Regions from separate parts of the Mus musculus genome. Here region 1 is linked to region 2. A link is a contact called in public HiChIP or PLAC-seq data. All regions are on one chromosome and are shown on one strand. Each heading gives the region's core, a stretch centred on a gene start, on an enhancer-like site or on the middle of the called end of the contact. The rest is flanking DNA. Distances are from core to core; before and after follow the strand shown.

What was found. HiChIP or PLAC-seq counts read pairs in DNA pulled down with a chosen protein or histone mark.
Region 1: a contact with region 2 is called in an H3K27ac HiChIP or PLAC-seq map of embryonic stem cells, with 2.4 times the contacts expected there. The contact joins the enhancer-like site here to the promoter of Ippk in region 2. A contact is called at or near these places in 5 of 39 promoter capture datasets (cranial neural crest, frontonasal cranial neural crest, hematopoietic stem and progenitor cells and 2 more), 1 of 15 datasets of contacts at CTCF or cohesin (the NIH/3T3 cell line), 3 of 115 datasets of contacts at active chromatin or transcription factors (the SCID.adh cell line and embryonic stem cells) and 1 of 9 other capture datasets (pancreatic islet).

Annotation. Positions count from the first base shown.
Region 1 is chr13:49,703,988-49,708,456 of GRCm38.p6, forward strand. Iars (isoleucine-tRNA synthetase) reads left to right here. Exons shown (of 34, transcript NM_172015.3): 11 at 284-406; 12 at 846-937; 13 at 1,800-1,898; 14 at 2,692-2,818; 15 at 4,419-4,469. Among named protein-coding and RNA genes, the nearest start is that of Gm23482, 7.9 kb to the right of the region's middle. Within about 2 kb of position 2,429, at least 26 of the 459 cell types and tissues checked have an H3K27ac peak or open chromatin away from gene starts, as enhancers often do. A contact at or near this core is called in embryonic stem cells, where this site is marked.
Region 2 is chr13:49,419,428-49,423,944 of GRCm38.p6, forward strand. Ippk (inositol 1,3,4,5,6-pentakisphosphate 2-kinase) reads left to right here and starts at 1,815. Exons shown (of 13, transcript NM_199056.4): 1 at 1,815-2,039. The coding sequence starts at 1,959.

The sequences.
Region 1 (4,469 bases), core at 1,179-3,678, 290 kb after region 2:
GGGATTAAAGATGATCACCACTCCACCCGGCTGTGGTTGAGTTTTAAAATGTTCGTGTGTGGTATCTAATGGTTGAGATGACTGGGCTAGATAATGTAACTGCAGTTCAGCTGTAAGGCCGAGATTCTATAGATGGTCCTTAAGTCACCACAGTTCGAAGTAGAAGGTTACTTAGATGTATCCAAGACAGTATTGAAAATGTACTTAGAAATCTATGTAAGTTCAAGCTCTCCTTTATCCTGAGACACTTTTATCCCCCAGCCTGTGTTCTTGTCTGTCTCAGGATGATCATCGTGTCTGTATGGACTTCAACATTATTCAGAAAGACTCAGTCCCTGTTTGTCCTGTGGATGCTTCAGGCTGCTTCACAGAGGAAGTGACACATTTTGTGGGGCAGTATGTGAAGGTCTGTGCTTTGTGTGTATGGAAGGGTGTAATCTGTCTTATCACGCTTAGAATTACCATAGGCATTTAACATTTTAAGCACTTAAAACAAGGAAAGACAGCTATTAGCCACACTCCGAGGGTCTGACCTGCTTAGACGGGGGAGCGTGCTGTGGTTTCATCAGTAGGGGTTGGGAGCAGTACACTGCCGTCTGTCCTGGCATGGCCTTCTGATGCTCAGGTGAACTTTCATGTTTGAGAACTTCAGTGGCTCATGCATCCTGGGCAGGCTTCTCAGCTTCTCTCCTCCTAGCCGTGCCTCCAGCCCCAGAACAGATGTTTTCAAAAGACATCAATTGTTTGTGCCTTTTACCCATTATAAAATATCAGCTCTTAGCCATGTATTTATATTGTTAGTAAGTATGCCAAGGTGTTTTAGTGACTGACTAATTTATTAACAGGATGCTGACAAAAATATCATTAGGATGTTGAAGGAGCAGGGCCGGCTGCTGGCGGCGGGCACGTTCACTCACAGCTACCCTTTCTGCTGGAGGTGAGGCCGCTGAGTGCTGTGGTGGTGGGGCTTCTCCTCCGCGCCGTGCGATAACCGCCTCAGTGTAAGAGCATCCTGTAAATTCAAATGAATGTACTCTTCAGTGCCCTGAACTTTGTCCCCACACTTTCTCTCTGTGCCCTGGTTCTATCATCAGAAGAACCATTTTCTTTTCTTTCTTTCTTTTTTTCTTATTTTTGTTTTGTTTTGTTTTTGTTTTCTTCCTTGTTTGTTTGGTTGGTTGGTTTTTGGAGACCCGAGTTTTTCTGTGTAGCCCTGACTGGCCTGGAGCTCTTCCGTAGACCAGGCTAGCCTGAAACTTAGTGCTTCTTCTGCTTCTGAGGGCGGGGATTGAAGATGTGCGTCATGCTCGCTCGCCCTCAGAAGAGCCATTAAAAACACTGTGTGTATGCACGGCTGTCAGTTTTGGGTCCTCTGCAAGAGCAGCAGGCATTCTCCAACTGCTGAGTCGTCTCTCCGGGCCCTAGCTTTGTTCATCTTTTTGCCTTTATCTTCCTGGGTTTCATTTGAAAGGAGACAGGAGACTCGGACGTCTGTGTGTTTAGTTTTTCATTGACTTGCTTGCTTTGTGTGTGAGTACTCCTTTGCGTGTGCCTGCGGGCCTTGGCATGTCTGTGGAGGTCTGTTCTCTCCTTCCACCATGTTGGTTCATCAGGTGCAACAGCAAGTACTGTCACCTTCTGAGGCATCTGCTGATCTGGACACTTGTAATCTAACATAAAAGTAACTGTCAGCAGAAGGCTGAGTAGGTGAAGTGATGCTGATTAGAAATTAGAATCAGTCTTGCCCTTGGTACCAGTAGGCCTCTGACTGACTAGTGGAATCTGTGTTCTGGTCCCAGGTCAGACACGCCCCTCATTTACAAGTCTGTGCCCAGCTGGTTTGTGCGGGTGGAGCCCATGGTGGACCAGCTACTGAAGAACAACGACCTGTGCTACTGGTGAGCATGCTCCTCCCTTCCGCCCTCGACATGTGCTGTGAGGATAGTTCAAGCACTCACCATCTCTAATCGTCTATCATAATTTGTAACTGTCTTTATTTGTCTAGGAAGACACAGTCACATACAGCTAAAGTAACATCTGCTTATGATAGAAGATGTAAGAACTCATTTTCTTTGTAAAGCCCACTAGAGATAAGCAAGTGTTGCTTGTGTATGCCTTACAGGATGAATTGGCTTTGGGGAAAATGTCTTAGCCAGACATAGTATGCACACTTTTAGTCCTGGAACTCGGGAAGCGGAGGCAGGCAGACCTCTGAGTTCCAGGACAGCCACAGTGAGGCCCTGTTACAAAAACAAAGGAACAATCTTGCTATACTCAGACTGTTAGCTTTCCTATGATGAAGACTAGTGTGTGTGTGTTTGCCAGAGCAGTTTATTTATAACCAGTTTGGGAGTTTGAGTCCCTGGTATGTGGGTATCTTCTGCCCTTGGCTTTACAGAAAGCCCAAGCACAGGAACCTTTGCCCTCCCCAATTGTTCTTCACAGCAAGTGGCCAGCCTACCTCATGAATAATCAAATAGGCAAATGGCCTACCTCATGAATAATCAAATAGGCAAAACAGAGGCTTCCCAAACATGTGCTCTGCTGTCTTTTCAAAGGATGTGCTAGATGTGAGCCTAGCATAGTGTTTCCACAAAGCGTCACACAAAGGCTTGTGGTGGCAGCCTGGTTTATAATTTTTACCTGGTCTAGTGCTCCTGCATGACTGTCCATGCCATCCCTCTGTGACAGGGTCCCAGAGTTTGTACGAGAAAAACGGTTTGGAAATTGGCTGAAGGAGGCCCGTGACTGGGCAATTTCCAGAAACAGATACTGGGGCACCCCCATCCCACTGTGGGTCAGCGAAGACTTGGAGGAGGTGAGACTGGGCCCTGTGTTGCTTGACTGTTGCTGAAGTTCTTTGTCATGTTGTGTGACTATGGTGTTAAAAAATGTGGACTCTGACTGTCTGAATTCCTTTCTAGAATGATCACGTAAGACAGTCTGTTTAGGGGGTTACTTTTTATTTAAGTGCAGATTTGAATTTTTATTCTGTAAAATGAAAAATAAATAGTAATTTTTTTTTCAGGAAATCAGCATATTAGATGGTGGGTGGGTGTTGCTTTGATTTCCCCCATCCTGTGCCACAGCATTGAGTTCTAGAACTAACTTCACGTTCAGCTGATTCGTGTCGTGGGGATGCACACCTGTAATCGCAGCCCTCGGGAGGCAGAGGCAGGTGAATCTGCCAGCTTGTGGCCCCCTGAACTCCACAGAAAGTTCCAGGCCAGCAGCCAGGAGAATATACTGGGACTCTATCTAAAAAGAAAAAGGAAAGAAAGTTAAACTGACCTTATGAGAAACTGGAGAAGAAAAAACATGGCAAGCATTGTATACCTTAACTTCCACTAGCGTAGGCAAACACAATTCCATGGCAGAGCCTTCCTTCTGTCCTGTGTGGAGAGCAACGCCCTGGGGTGTAGTGGATTCCATACAAGGACATGAGAGGAAACAGCCAAATTACTGAGTCGGAAACCTTTTCAGGACTGAAGGGAAGGAGCAGAAAAAGCCCTGGGTGCCCAAGAAGCAGAGGCCTTTCTCTGTGTGAAAGCACGAAGCCTCCTGCTGATCTGACCCCTCTGTCAGGTGGGCCTCGTTCCCTGCCAGGTCCACCTATCTCCACCCCAGTTCTTTACCTGAGCATGATCATCCCAACTCCTTGTGAATTAGGCCACTTTTATTTTTATTATCCCCTCAGCACAATAATTTAGTTCTAGCCTTTGATTGGAAAGATGACAGATTAAATAGCAAGATCCAGGCACAAGGAAGAAAGTAAGATGCCTAGGGTGGAGGGTATGGGGGACTTTTGGGATAGCATTGGAAATGTATTTGAGGAAAATACATAATAAAAATATTTAAAAAGAAGAAAGAAAGAAAGAGAGAAAGAAAGAAAGAAAGAAAGAAAGAAAGAAAGAAAGAAAGATAGATGCCATTGGTTGGGCTGGAGAGATAGCTTAAGGGTTAAGAGCACTGGTTGCTCTTCCAGAGGCCTTGAGTTCAATTCCCAGCAATCACATGGTGGCTCACGACCATCTGTACTGGGATCTAATGGTTTCTTCTGGTGTGTCTGAAGACAGCTACAGTGTACTCAAATAAATAAAATAAATAACTAAATCTAAGAAAAAAAAAATACCATTGGCCAATAGTCTAAGACATTTTATTTATTTTAGGCAGAGATTGAGTATGATAAATCCACAGGAATGCCTGTTGAGGTGGTGGCTGTGGGTTTAGGGGCCTGTGCTGCAGACCTGCAGAAGAGGAGTCACGGGAACAAAGCTAGCACTGGCTGCCCTGCAGCTCAGAGTGCTCCATTAGCCCACTTGTAAAGAGAGTCAGGTTTCTACAGCCATACAGCCTAAATGACCTTAGCACAGTCTCCTTGGCTCTGAGGAGTTCCTGTCGTCTTCGGTTTTTGACAGGTAGTGTGCATTGGATCAGTGGCAGAGCTTGAAGAACTGTCGGGAACAAAA
Region 2 (4,517 bases), core at 565-3,064:
GGGAGGAAAGCCTGAGAAAGAATGAAGTGCTGTGTACCCATCTTCGGAGCAAAACACAGACTTTGCCATCTTAATCAAAACAGCCGCCTCAGCTGCATGGGTTTCCAGGGGTTATCGAAGGTAGACTAGCTGAAGGAGAAACCCACTCAGCTTTTGAAGAGGAATGGATCTGTGCTAGGATGGGAGGGGTTTTTTGTTGTTGTTTTGTTTTTTTCAGTGCAGCTGGTTTGAGGTCTTCCACACTAATATAAATAACCCTTCACCCATGCTCCTCTAAGCATGACCTGTAAATTCATTTGGTTCACCAAGCTATACTTGGGTACATTCATTTCTGTGGTCTTGAAAGACCCCGAGAGGAGCCCCTCGCTCAAGTCTCGGGATAATAGCGGACCCCCAAGAACTCACAAAAGACCAAACTTGATGCAAACCACCTGAGGCTTTATTGGGGGGAAAGCCAGAGCTCTGGGGACGACTTGTATCCCACGCAGGGGTAGAGGAGTTGACCCCGAGGGGAAAGGGGTCCCAGTTTTTATAGGCCCTCACGGGGGGGGGGGGGGAGGAGAAGGGGGGAGTAGGGGATTTCCAGATCTAAACAATGTCTATTCTTAAGAAATGGGTATGGGAGGGGTACAAGGAAAGAGTCTGGTGCAGGTGGAGCAACTCTGGATTGGCCCGGCTGTGGTTACTGGGGAGATTTTTCGATTCTATCCCAGCAACCAATATCACAAACACCTCGCAGTGAGGTGCAGCAGTGGGCACACACCTGGGTTTAAGGAACGGTCAGAACATTGGCAGACACACGGGTTCAAGGCGCGGCCAGAGCATTGTGCACCTCTATTTTTCTAAATCAGTGAAGCTACTTTTACTAACAATGAAATCTATTTTGCCAATTTGAGGGCTTCTGTGACCTTTTACATTCTATTAGGATCTTTCAGTCTGTTGTTGGTGTCCTATTTAGAATGAACAGGTTTTTTTGTTTTTTTCCCAGTCTTCCTTGGAAAAATTAACACAAAAAAACCCATACTATCTGCCTGCATTAAGCTGGATTTTCTTCACATACACCAGTTACAGCAATATTCAGTGCTGTGGCCAAACAATTTAACACAAATATGAAAATTATGTTTGAGACAGGATCTCACTAAGTAACCCTGGCCGGTCTCGAACTCCTAGAAATCTCTTGCTTCCACATCCAGAATGCTGAGAGCATCACCATGTCCAGCCCCAAATCATTTTTAAGAGCACAAGGACCGCATATAATTCTTTAGGCAGCTCTACCAGGCAGGGCCAATCTTCCCCGCATTAAAGGATAAACTGAGGTCATTGCTTTCTGCTGGGATGGGGTGGGAGAGTCTATTGCCTCATCTGCATTTCTGGATGTCTTGGGGCAAAGGCTCCACGGTGAGGTTTCCTCGCCACGTTTCCCGGAGTAGTGTGAACACCACCTAATGGCTCTCTTGGCCGGAGCAAGGCCATTGAAGGTGCATCCCATTCTACAGATGTAAGCGGAGGCTCAGAGTCGCCCGGCGCCTTACTGCAGCCCCACGAAGATCCAGCCGTGGCCCTAGGACAGTGCGAGGGTGAGCGCCTCGGACTCGGGGCGCCAGGAAGCCGCCGGCCTCAAGGTCCGGGAGCAGATCCGGAAACCTCCCTTCCGGTTCCCAGGTCCGCGTTTCGGAAGTGAGTCACTCTGCCAGCACATAATATGGCTTCCACTCCACCTACCACCCTGGACGTCGAGGGTAAGGTGGGCGGGACCCGGAAGTTGACCGTTCTGGGAATGGCGGCCGCCGGGGGCGTGGCTTCCGGCGCTCCTTGCCTGCAAGTCGCCGCCGCTGAGAGCGCAGGCGGCAGCTGACAGGCGCTTTTCTTCAGACGGCTGCGGCGGGAGCCCTGCGAGGCGGGCGGCCTCCAGCTCTCGTCCCCACGTCCCGGCCCGCGAAGTTCCAGGGCGCCGGGGCATGGAAGAGGGGAAAATGGACGAGAATGAATGGAGTTACCATGGCGAAGGCAACAAGAGCCTTGTGGTGGCCCACGCGCAGGTGAGCGGCTGGCGGGCAGCCCGGCTCCGGGCCTCACCCGACGGCTCCCGAAGCTCTGTGCCTGGTACCGTCCAGGTACCCAGGTCGTGACTCTTCCTCCAGCTTCCGCCCGGGTGGTTCCCTGGCACCCCCACAGTACCCTCCTCTGCTCCATACTCATCCCCGGCACCCCTAGCTCCGTTGGCTCCCCTTTCCTCCTAGTGTCCCTTCTCGGTTCTCTCTGTCCCGTCAGTACTCTTTCCTCATGCGCTGTGCGTGCCGCGTGGCCTCACACCGTGCAGCCTCCCCCGGGATGCTCGTCTTACTGTCAGGCAACGGTGGGCCAGAGGCTGAGCCTGGACCAGGGCCTGGGCAGCACAGGGGAAAGTTCCCAGAGTGCTGTCAGCCCACCGAGTGGAGTTCAGCCTCGAGAAACCACAGAGCTGGTGTTCTGCCTTGCTGCTGCGCTGTCAGGAACGGGGCGCTGCCACAGGTTCGCGTCCCGATCATATACTTTAAATGGTTTCTCCTTCGTTCAACTTGAAAGGCGGTTTCAGAAGATGTAGTCCTTTCCAAGGAGGCGAATTTAAAGGAAGAGAAGCATATGGATGGATCTGTGTGCAGCCCCAGATTTCTCTGACATTTTGCTGCCTGATTACAAGCTAGCAGGAATGTGGTGGGCTGGGGGAGTAGAAGGCGGGGAGGTGTCATGTGAGAAGGTTAATAACTCAGGGAGCTGGGGTGATTCACACCTCCACCACTGAGAAGCAGTAGGCTGCATTAGGAAAGTGAAGAGAGGAATAGGATGTACTTTTGTCTCTCTGAAGTTCAGATTGTATGGAGCTGTACTGAGTGTTGAGCAGCCTAGAGCTTGGGTCTTGTGTCTAGTTGGCACCTCTGACCTCCTGGTGTATTTGTTCAGAATGTAGACTGAAGAGGAGAAGGCCCCTCTTGGAAGTGTTTTAAGGCCTTTTGTGACCAAGGAGTGCTAATGTAAGTGGGGTGGAGAAACTCTGCTCCCTTCGGTCCTGGGCATGTCTGTAGTCCCCCTTCTCCTTTGAGAGCAGGTGAGCTTTGTTTCTCTGCTCAGCTTCCCAGGCCTGTCTCATCCAGTCCTGGAGAGAGGGAGGCTTTTACCTAGCCTCCCCAGGCATGCTCACTCTTTCTGATCGAGCATCAGTCACTGAGTTGAAAAGCTCTTCTAAAGTCCCCTGTCAGCCCTTCCTCCTCTGTAGCATGCATACACAGCTATCCTTAGGCCCATCCTGCAGGAGCTGGGCTGGGGTGGGGGAACTGGACATCCGTGCTGTCACTGCCACGTGCAGACGGATTGAGAGAGAAAATGAGCCTTCTGGGGACCTGGGGTCTTGGGGTAGAGGAGATCAGTGAGGGCTGCAGGAGTATATGGGGCATGCTTGGGTGCGCAGGAAGGTGGACCGCTAGCCAGTTTCACAGAGAAGAGTTGTATCAGGGTTCTCTGTCTCCCCTACCCCTAGCAACACCTCCAGAAGTTTCCACTGTTACTTGTCAGTCTGAGTTACGTCGTGATTTGTGACAGCTTTGCGGTTTGTCCATTCTCAGGTACGGTACCTTAAATCCCTGTCCACCTGGCTCAGCTAGCCCTCTGACCCACTCACTAGGCTGTCAGCCACCTGGTCACTGTCCTGTCTACAGGCTCAGGCATAGACCCCGAGGGCTCTTGGGCAGGAACTTGCTGCATTTTAGCACTGGTGGCCCTCCATGCAGCCTGAGGGTGTGACTTGAAGCCTGTGGCCTCCCTCAAGGCTACTGCAGCTTAACTGTCCTGAGGCAGCTGCATTTGCTTCCTTTACCTTCCTTTGGTTGGTTTTGGCTCTGGAGTCTTGTGAGCTCACTGTACATTTCATTGTCATTCAGTCTCTTACTCAGTTGTCCCGGGCACCTAGCCTTTTGGGTTGTGTTGGCCATGAGGTTCAGGGCAAACAATGTCCACTCCTATTATTATGCAGAGCTGTCATGTTTTCCTTCTTCTTGACAAAGGTATCGTGAAAGACTTGTTATTTAACTAACCTGCCCAGAAAGAACTTTTGTTGAGACTTGAAGAGAACTGCCCATTGCATGTTGGTCTAGTTTTAAAACCTTTCAGAGACCGAGTGGAGAACCTCAGGTCATTTCTAGAGCCTGTAGTGTCTGGGGCATGTGTCTGGAGTATTTAGGGCTGAACATCAAGCTGTAGGGATCATCTCACACTTTCTGTCTCAGTTTTGCGTTTTAGGATTTTTGATTTGTGGGTTTATGTTTTGCAATTTACTATTGTCTTATATGTCCAATTGAAACAGTTTAGATGGTCATTTTATTGTGGATGGATTTGTGAAAGTAGGTGAATAACCCTCAGTGTGGGGAAATGTTAGTAATGTTAATTGGGAAAAGAAAATTACAGACAGTGTGATTGTAATTACAACGACTAGAAGAAAATATGTCAAATATTGCCAAGTAGTTATCGCTTTTCAGTAGTATCAT